2 separate regions of the Cricetulus griseus genome follow, and region 1 is linked to region 2. The links are chromatin contacts, called in public Hi-C maps. All regions are on one chromosome and are shown on one strand. Each heading gives the region's core, a stretch centred on a gene start, on an enhancer-like site or on the middle of the called end of the contact. The rest is flanking DNA. Distances are from core to core; before and after follow the strand shown.

Region 1 (4,369 bases), core at 978-3,477, 200 kb before region 2:
CTGCTGTTCAGCAGTTCCTCGGGACTCATGGTAGGGGTAGTCCTGGTGGGGAGCTGCCGCCCCAGGGGGAAGTCGTGTGTGCTGGGCCGGTGCCCGTTGCTGAGCTGAGGTCCAGCGCCCAAATGGGTCTCTAGGGACCGGCCGACTGTGCAGGAGGAGACCGATTCTTGCTTAATCTTGGGGCACATGCGCGGCGGGCCACCGCTGTAGGGCGCCACCACCACAGGGTGGCTGCCGTCCGGGCTGCCTTTGCTAACACTGATGACCGACGGGCTGCTGTACTCGCTGCCAGGCGTGCTCAGCGAAGCCTTCAGCACAAACTTGCCCATCAGTCCGCCACCTGGCGGCTGAGGCTGCTGTGGCGGAATGTACACTGGGTCCAACTCCGGCCGCAGGAGCTCGGCCACGAAGCCGCCCGAGGGGCTCACGTCATTGATGTCCGCCAGGTTGAAGGGGGCCGTGGGAGGTGGCGCAGACTCTCGGGGGTAGAGGAGCCCTCCACCTGTGTTGCCGGCAGCCACGCCCGGGTCACCTCCAGCCCGGATCGGATAGTTGAAGCTGCAGGTGGAGGGCGCGCTGGCAGGGCCGCTGCTCGCCGGGGAGGACGAGGATGAAGCTGAGGCCGAGGAGGTCACAGTGGCGGCCACTGATTCCTGGTGGGATAGCGAGTTGGAGAGGATAAAGTCTAGGTCCAGGAGATCGTTGAACTCCTCGGTCTCCCTCCGGGGTAGGAGGGCCGGGTTGTTACTGCTGCAAGCTGCGCCAGCTCCACCACTCTCCAGGTCTGTGGCCACGGTGGCCGCCAGGTCGTATGGGCGGCCGGGAAGTGGAGGAAGTCGCTTCATGTGAGAGAGCTCCTCTCGCCAGCGCTGCCAAGGACAGAGAGGGAGAGAGAAGTGGTTAGTTGTAGCCCCTTGCTGCCACTCCTAGTATCGACTTGGATGAAGCACACCAGACTCCTGCCATAGGAACTGGACAGGGCAGGAAGGCAGCTCCAGGGACTCCAGGTGCCAGCGCTTCAATCTCAGCCAGCACCCGGGTAAGAGGCGGCCCGTCGGTTCCACCTCAAACTAGTGCGGCACCTCCGCCAGCCCAATTTTCTTCCCAGCCAGATCCTCGAGACGCTCCAGCCGCCCACGGAATTGGGACACTAGGACATTGTGGCTTTCTCCCATGCACCGTAGCCACCCGGTCTCCTACGCGCTAAGCTCACTCGTGCCCAGAGGGTCTCGAGACTTGGCCACCAGTGGTCCTCGTGCACCCACCCCACGGCCCGGACGCCGGGAGACCAGCGAGGAACCGCTGTGCGCCCCTGGCGGTACCGTAGTGCCGGGACCACACGCACTTAAGGCCGACTCAAGGGCCGAGGAGCCACCCTGGGAAGGCTGTAGAGTCTCAACGGAGGGCAATTCTTGTCCTAGCCAGGGGCTCCTGGTTGACCCCTGGATTCTGCCCATCCACCCCATAACATCCCCAGAAATCTACCGGGCACTAGCGCGACACTCACGTTATTTGGGGCACCTGCTGGACGCAGTGTCTTCTCCCTTCCCGCCGGGCCGGACGCGAACGTGGAGAAGGACGGGAGCAGAGCGTCGCTGACAGCCATGTCAGACTCGCCAGGTGGCTGCCTGCGGGCCGGGCGGGGCGCACAGGGACCAGGAGTCAGGGGCTACCCTGGCCACTGCTCCGAGGTTTCCCACCAATTCTCACCCTTTAATGTTCCCCTAGCCCAGCATCTTACCTACCTCATTAATGTGGGGGCCCAGAAGGTCCTCCGGAGTCCGAAGAAGAGAGAGGGGTACCCGAACCCCAAAGTCAACGAATATTAAAAACAACTTTAGAAACGAAACCCCAAACCAAAAACCCCAAATTCCCCGAGATCCTTCTTCTTTGGATTCAATATAAACCGGAGATGTCTTTTTAAAAAAGTTCCTTTGTATACAAAAATGCTTAGAAAAGTTGTAAACTCTTAAAAAAATAGACAATCAGCAAGGCAAATAAGTAGGTCCGATGGCCAGGCTGCACGCTCTTGGACTCAGCAGTGTCCCCCACCGTTGTCGCGGCCACTGTGGCTGTCGGCGGCTCAGGGGCTGTGGTCCGGGCGGTGGGCGGGCGGCGCCGCCAGGTGAGAATGGCCGCGGTGGCGCGGAACTGCGAGCTGGGCGGTGGCGCGGGGTGCGGAGTCCTGGGGGCTGCGCCGGGTGCACGCGGCCATGGGCGCGGGTCACGGGCGGGTGCTGGGTGGGGGGCCAGAGGGGCGGGGAGGGGCACTCGGCGGCTCCCGGTGCCGCCGCCGCCCGCCACCGCCTCTGCTCCCGCGCGCCCGGAGCCGCGCTCGCTCTCTCGGCCGGGGAACTGCCGGCGGCCGCCGCGCGCTTCTTACTTATAACTTCTCGCTCGCTCGCTCCCCCGCCTCCTCCCCGTGGCGCGCGGGGCTCCGCCGCCAGGCCCCGCCCCTTGCCTTTCTTCTCCCCGCCTTCCCGCAGCCCCCCTGCGCGTTGCCATGACAGCTAAATAAACAAACTCCGCGCACGTGGGGGCGGGGGCGAGGGAGGGGCACGGGCGGGGCGGGGCTGGGCCGTGACGCCAGCCGGGCAGCTGGCGGGCTGGAGCCGTGCTGACGCCGGCGGCGGTGGCGGCGACGGCGGCTTCGGCGCTAGGATCCCGGCGTTGCTTCAGTGGCACGGCGATTTAGGGTCCTCTGTGCGGCCACGGTCGAAAGCCCGGTCACGGGAACCCTTGCCAGGACAGGGTTGGTGGGGAGAGGGGCGGCGGCGAGCCCCTACTCCTGCTCGCGGTTGCTCCTGTCGACTCTGCTCACCCAAGAGCGCGATTATCCGCGTGACTCATCCAGCCCGCCCTCCCTCGCATACGCACGCAGAGGCCGGGCTGTGCCCGTGGGGCCTCTTGCAGGGTTGGGGATAGGGGCCGGGTGACGGGGGGCTAGGAGTCTCAGGAGCTCCGAGTAGGGTCTGCTATGGAGTAAAAAGGCCAGGATGGGCACGTAGTTACAGTTTTGATAATGGAAAGAGCAAGGAAGGGAGTTAAAGGATTCCAGATTTACTTGCGGGGAGTGGGAGCGCAAGGAGGAATCCAGGCGCAGAGATACCTTTCACCAGGAATCTCAAAGCTCTTTACAGGCTACGCACTCGCACTCTCAGTTTGAAGATGAGAAAAATGAGTCATAAAGAGGTGAAGCGGCGAGGTAAAGGTCACAGGACAACTCGCTCCCTTCAGTTTAGGTTTCGAGCTGGCCAGTCCACTCAGAGGGACTTTGCTGGGAGGTGACCGTGTGCTGGGAAATGGAGCACTGCGGTGGGACCCTAGTTCTCTAAAAGTGGCACCCAGGCCCTTGGCCCACCGGGAGGGGAAATGGCAATCGGTCTTTATTTCGGTCTTGTAACTCCTTTTCCCATCCCCACTACCTTCCTAGTGCGTGATCAGTAATTTTCCAGCCGGAATATGTTTTCGCCCTCATCTCTACAAACAGTACTTAAAAAAAAAAAGTAAAAAAAAAAAAAAAAACCCAAACCAAAACGTGAGTGTGGTGTTAAGAATCACTTGCTAATGAAGACTGGGTGTTTACTTTGGATTTGGGCGCACATAGTTGGGCTCCACCGCCCTCAAGGTTGAATCTCCTCGCTCCTGGCGGAGTCACTTGAAGGCAGGGGGTTCAGGAAGATAAGAAAGGGACTTAGGAAAGGTTCGGTGCTCCAGCACAGACAGTGTGTGCACTCGCTCCTCTCCTGCCACGTCTGTCGTCTGTCGTTTCACCTGTTTGAGTCCGGAATCCTGGGACCTGTATTAGTTTTCTTCGGAATATTTGTCATGCTGAATTTTCCTCTTCTGGCCGACCACAGAGGCGTTCTTGGAATGCATCTCGTCCCAGTGAAATGAGGCTGCCCAGTCTGTAAAAGGGAGATTCAAGCTGGGCGTCTTTTTATTCCTTCGCTTGGTTTTGGCAGAGGGCTGGGAGGGCTTTCGGGATAGGGGGTGGGGAAGAGCACGACTTCTCCTGGAAATGGAGCCCCTCCCTCGTGTGACCTCGAGGGGTTCAACCCCACTCCCACGGGACTAAGCCAGTTTAACTCTGAAAACATTACTCTTTCAAATGAAAGAACAACATCAAGAACACCTGTCCCTCGCCTCCCCCCCCAACTCTGTCATTGTGATGGCAAAAACGACTTGGAACGCTAGGGCTGAATACTACTTGGAAAGAGTCAATTTAAAGCCAAGGTCCCAAACCCTTGATGAACTTGGATGAGCTTGTGTTTGACTGCCCCCACCCTCAGGATGTAAACAAGTAAGGGCTTGGAATTTACGACTTGAGTAGTCAGTCAGGGCTCTAGGTTGTTTCAGCTGCATTTTT
Region 2 (5,056 bases), core at 1,610-4,109:
GCTCACAGTGTGGATGGCTTGTGACAGTCTCCTCTGAGGGAGTTGTTTATACACTTAGACATTAAGTGCTTAAGACTTGAAGGGCCTGCCACACATCCAAAGCTCTGGATTGAGAACTATCTGGAAACTTCCTCCAGGGTAAACAAAAACAACCACTTTAGCTCATTTGCCAAGGAATCTCATTCCAAAAAGGAGAGGAAAGGAAAGGGAAAGTGATGCTGTTTTTTCCCCTGCAAAGTAAAGGTTAAAACAACATTTTCTCTGGGTGGCTGTGAGATCTGCAGGCAGACTTTTCTCTGGTAACCATCCCAATGTGTCTGTGTGGAAAGTACCTAATTGTGACTAAGCACTAGCTGAGGTGATTCACTTGTCACCGCTTGGGGACTTTGTTCTTGTTCTACATAGTGTTTTCATCACGTCTGACCTAGGCCCTCCAAGCAGGGTGTCAGGTGTGTGAGAACACAGTCTTCTCTCTGCTTATAGGAAAGGTCCCCAGGGATCAAGGAGAGTATGGGCTCACTGGAATCCTGTCAAAACTTCTAAGAAGGCTAAACTCCTAATCCTTGTTAGAAGAAGAGTCAGGAGTTTATGGAAGTGACCATGGCTTGAATGGAAATGAACTTCACTCACAATGCATCCAGGATATGCTGGAAGCTTTCCTAAAGTTGTCTTATTCTTCCTCACAGTTATACTGTGAGGCAGGAGTTGCTTCCCTTCCTCATGGAATGAGGCCTAAGGGCTCACACCTCTAATTCAAGAACACAGAGCTGAGAATGGGCCAGGAGATTCCAGGGAAGCAGCAACATCCACTAAGATATAGGAGGACCACAATTACCAGCCTATTCAGGGGACATGGAGTCATTCTGCTTAATAATTCAACTCAAATTTAAACCCTTTTGTTGTAATTATAGTCATAGAGAAAGGAACATGTCACAGGTGTAGAGCTTGATGGATTGTCACAAACGGAAGAAAGCCCTGTAGTTATCACCCAAATGTCTCCATAGATAGCTAATTTGTTTCCAAGACAACCGCCATCACTTCTTGGCAGCCATGTACACATCCCTTATTCAAAGAAGTAGGATCTCTTCCTCACCTCCCCCTGAAGCTGGAATGATTATACTGACTTCTCTAACTCAGGAGAATGAAGTAGAAGCAGTGTTTAAGCCAGGGCATAAGAAGACAGGAAGCTTCTTTTTTTATTTTTATTTTTTATTTTATTCTTTTATTAGTTCAAATTAGGAACAAGCTTGCTTCCCATGTCAATCCCTTCTCCCTCTCCCTCCCCTTCCCCCCAACATCCCACCTGCCCCTAGCCATTCCCCTCCATTCCCCAGGCAGGGTAAGGCCCTCAAAAGGGGCTCCCCAAAGTCTACCACATAATGACAGGAAGCTTCTTGGTGGGTTTCTTAGCAACTGCTTCTAGAAACACCTGGAATCTTAATTGCCCAGAGAGGGTCTTGACTGCCCTAGGGGTCATGTACAGCCATACTGTCCACAGCTGGTAGTGGGCAGACTTATGCTGATGCTGGCTAAAGCACAGACTTTGTGAGGAGACTTTTCTTGGGCCATTGGGAGGCCTCAGTTAAAACCACATGAAGCACAAGAATTGCTTAGCCTAGCCATGACCTCCTGACTCAGAGAATCATGACAGGCAATGAAGCAGTTGTTACATTAAGCTCCTACGTTTGGGGTAATTTATTAGACATCACTATAACCAAACATCTCAATCCATAAAGAAGCACCCTTGCTTGTAATATGACCCTTCCTACAATAAGTATCCCGTGACTCCCTACACTGTTCACACATTCTGCCCTCTTGTAGACCGTGTAGGAATAAAAATGCCGTCATGAGTCCTTTGTGGTGTAGTTGGCTTCTCTGGCTTGGTGTTATGTCTACAACCATCTTCTCTGATGTCAATGTAGCAGCAGATCATCATTCTTCTCAGAGTATGATAATGTGTGGCCATATTTATTTATCCATCTTATGACTGACAGGTAGTTGAGTTGCGGTTATGAACGGCACAGCTGTGAACATTTCAGTGTGCATATTTCTGTTGAATACTGTTATAGTTTGAATTGGAAATGTTTCCTAGCAATCTAATGCATTTGAACATTTTGTTTTCAGCAGGTGTTGCCACTTTGGGAGGTTGTGGAGCCGCTAAGAAGCAGATCCTAACTGGAGCAAGTGGGTCACAAGAGACAGGAAGATTGGAAGCTGATGTCCACTTCTGGTTCTGACTCAAGCACTCTACTTCCTGATCTGCCAACATATGAATAGAATAGTCTGCAAGCTTCTGCCACCACCAAGAACTGAACCACTTGGGTAGCCATGCTTGCCCTGTCATGATGAACTATATCCCTGGAAGTTGTATGCAAACATAAATCATTTCTTCCTTGAGTTGCTTCTTTCAGATTCTTTCCAATAGTGAGAAGAAAAGTCACCAGTACACATACATACCCAGGAGAGAGATTTCTGGAGAATAGTGTTTTGAGCTTTTGCATTGTCCTATTGGTTTTAGAGTGACATGCCAGTTTATGTTCTTATTAACAGTTATTGACAGTTGTTGTACATGCCTCTCAAGCTGGACTTTACTCTCTGTCTTTCATGTTTGAGAACTCCATCTAATTTGTTAACAAGAAAGAAATGGCCAGGCTGTCTACCTGCCAACAAGGAAGGCATTTGAAACATGCAAGCTAAATGCAGAAAGCCGGTTCCTTCCACCCAGATGTGCTCTTTTCACAAAACGGAGAAAGGAATGCCACAACTGTTTGCTCACGTTCAAAGGGATGGCTTCTGGCTCCTGCTTCCACCATGTTATCCATCTGGAGAGTTTTGTTTTGTAAGTCACCCGAGGTTGTGGTAGAGGAAGCAATTAGGATTCTGAGTATTTTCTTCATTCTTGCACCATGAATCATCTCTTGGTCATGAAGTATTTGGAGGAAGGTGATTTGGTTTATTTTAGGGCAATCAGAGGGCAGGATCATAAAAACCTGTTCAAAGGGACTTAAAAATTTACCTCCCCACCCAGGACTCTCAAATTTGTGCTTCCTAATTGATGTGAGAAGATACCTGGCAAACTGAATTTCAAATCTAAGGAAACAAATATACAATAACAAAGCCCACAGTAGTGTGGTTGATCTGGAGAGCTTCATTCAGCTTACGAACTTGGAAGAAATACTGTCCTCTTACTGCCTGGTTGTCCCAAATCCAGGGAAATCACAGACGTTGAACAGCAGCAGAAACTTGGTGTGACAGTGTTTTGAATCAAGCCAGTGTGTAGTACTCAGCTATCTAAGCAGACATTAATCTGTGTGTTTCTGTGAAGGTATTTGTAGATGTGATTAGCCATCTACGATTGGGTGACCTCACATGAAAGAGGTTGTGTGGCTTTATCGGGCTAGTTCATCTGTGGGGTGTCTCAAGAACAAAAACTAGTTTCTTGGAAAAGATAAAATTCTGACTCAGGACTACAGCATTAATTCTTGAATGAGGATTTTTTTTGTTTTTTGTTTTTTGTTTTGCTTACTTTTATTTATCTATTTTTGTGAGATAGTCCCTCCCCACCCCGCCTTGTAGTGTAAGTTGGTTTTGAACTTATGGCCCTTTGGCTGTTGCATTCTAAGTCCTGGGCTTATAAGTGTGCACCACCACACTTGACCTTGATTGCACCCACCCACCCTCCCTACAGATTTCAGAACCACTCGCTTTACAAGTGCACGATCCAACTCACACACATATACATATGAACTTATACATATGTGCTAGTATACACATATAGATAAAGCATATAGATCAATAGGTAGATGGATCCTACTATTGGTTTTGTTTCTCTAGAAAAAATCTTGACTAACAACAATGGTATAAATGCAATGAAACAATGCAGGAGAAACTTTCAGATTTGATGTGGGCCAGACCAAGCATTTCCCATGTCCTTGGATGTGCTCCCGGGGATGAGTTTATGATCAAGCATCTATTCTGCCCAGATTTTCTCAGTTAAAGCTGAAAACCACACTGTGACTACTCACAGAAAGTTCTTGTTGCCAGCTTGCCATAGATGTCTTTTGAATCCTGAGCTTAAACTCAGAACCACAGACAGCCCCAACTGTATCTGTGTCAATCTTACTTCCTAGATAAAAACCACAAATGAAGTGGCTCACATGGAACCTAGAGTCACAACTCAGGGGTCCTCTATGGATGCCTGGCCCCTCCTAAGCCATTTAGCATAATAATACCCATATTCTCATTGACAAAGAGTGGATCGAAGAAGCACACAGGACTTACAATTGTGGTTATGCTTTCAGTAAAGCCAATCAGTTATCCTGCTTTGAACAATTTGCAAATAATGATTTATAAATAACCTTTCTGAATGGCTAACTGCTTAATTTTTCATTGCTAAAAAGGTCATAGATACATCCTCACACACTGAACTTCTGAGATGTGACTTGTGGCAAAAAAGACAGATTGGCCAACTGTGGATGTTTCTGCAGCAGATTTCATTGTCTTGAGCTTCTAGTAGCCAACCTTGGATGACTCACTTCATTTAGCCCTTCCACAAGTTTCATAGATGCCAGAAAAGGGAGAAATTCATGTTCTTATCCCATTTGACATTGGTAATGAAATGCCTCTCTCATGGTACATTCTTACAACAGTAGAAAGCTATGATATCTTTAAGCAATGTGTAGCCAGCCCTTGGGTATGAAGTCACTTGGCTTTTCAGTCTTGGGTTTCAGTATTTCTAGCTCTCTATAGAAGTGTAGAGTGTCACCTGTTATTTTTTTTTTAATACCAAACTCAGCACCCTAGTTTGTGTTTCCTGAGACAAGAGAATACCACTGGCTCCGTAAGTTATAAACGATAGGGCAGCCAGGTATAGTGGTATGCACTTGTCATCCTTGTACTTGGGAGATGGAGGCAGCTGGACCATCCCTGCTACATGTTGAATTAGAGGCCAACTGGCTACATGAGGAGATGCCATATTAAAAAAAATCAAAACAATCTCCCAAACAACAGGTTTCTTTAACTCATGGCTTTAGAGGATTTAAAGTCCAAGGGCATG

The links. Hi-C and Micro-C count contacts between places; a contact is called where the count stands out from the background.
Region 1: a Hi-C map of fibroblasts shows a contact between it and region 2, with 6 times the contacts expected there. The contact joins the promoter of Klf4 here to the enhancer-like site in region 2. A contact is called at or near these places in 2 of 8 Hi-C or Micro-C datasets (the CHO-K1 cell line and fibroblasts).

What each region holds. Positions count from the first base shown.
Region 1 is chr2:88,330,220-88,334,588 of CriGri-PICRH-1.0, reverse strand. Klf4 (Krueppel-like factor 4) reads right to left here and starts at 2,227. Exons shown (of 4, transcript XM_035439874.1): 1 at 1,746-2,227; 2 at 1-869. The coding sequence starts at 845.
Region 2 is chr2:88,125,199-88,130,254 of CriGri-PICRH-1.0, reverse strand. No RefSeq gene overlaps it. Among named protein-coding and RNA genes, the nearest start is that of Klf4, 200 kb to the left of the region's middle. Within about 2 kb of position 2,859, at least 2 of the 6 cell types and tissues checked have open chromatin away from gene starts, as enhancers often do. A contact at or near this core is called in the CHO-K1 cell line and fibroblasts, where this site is marked.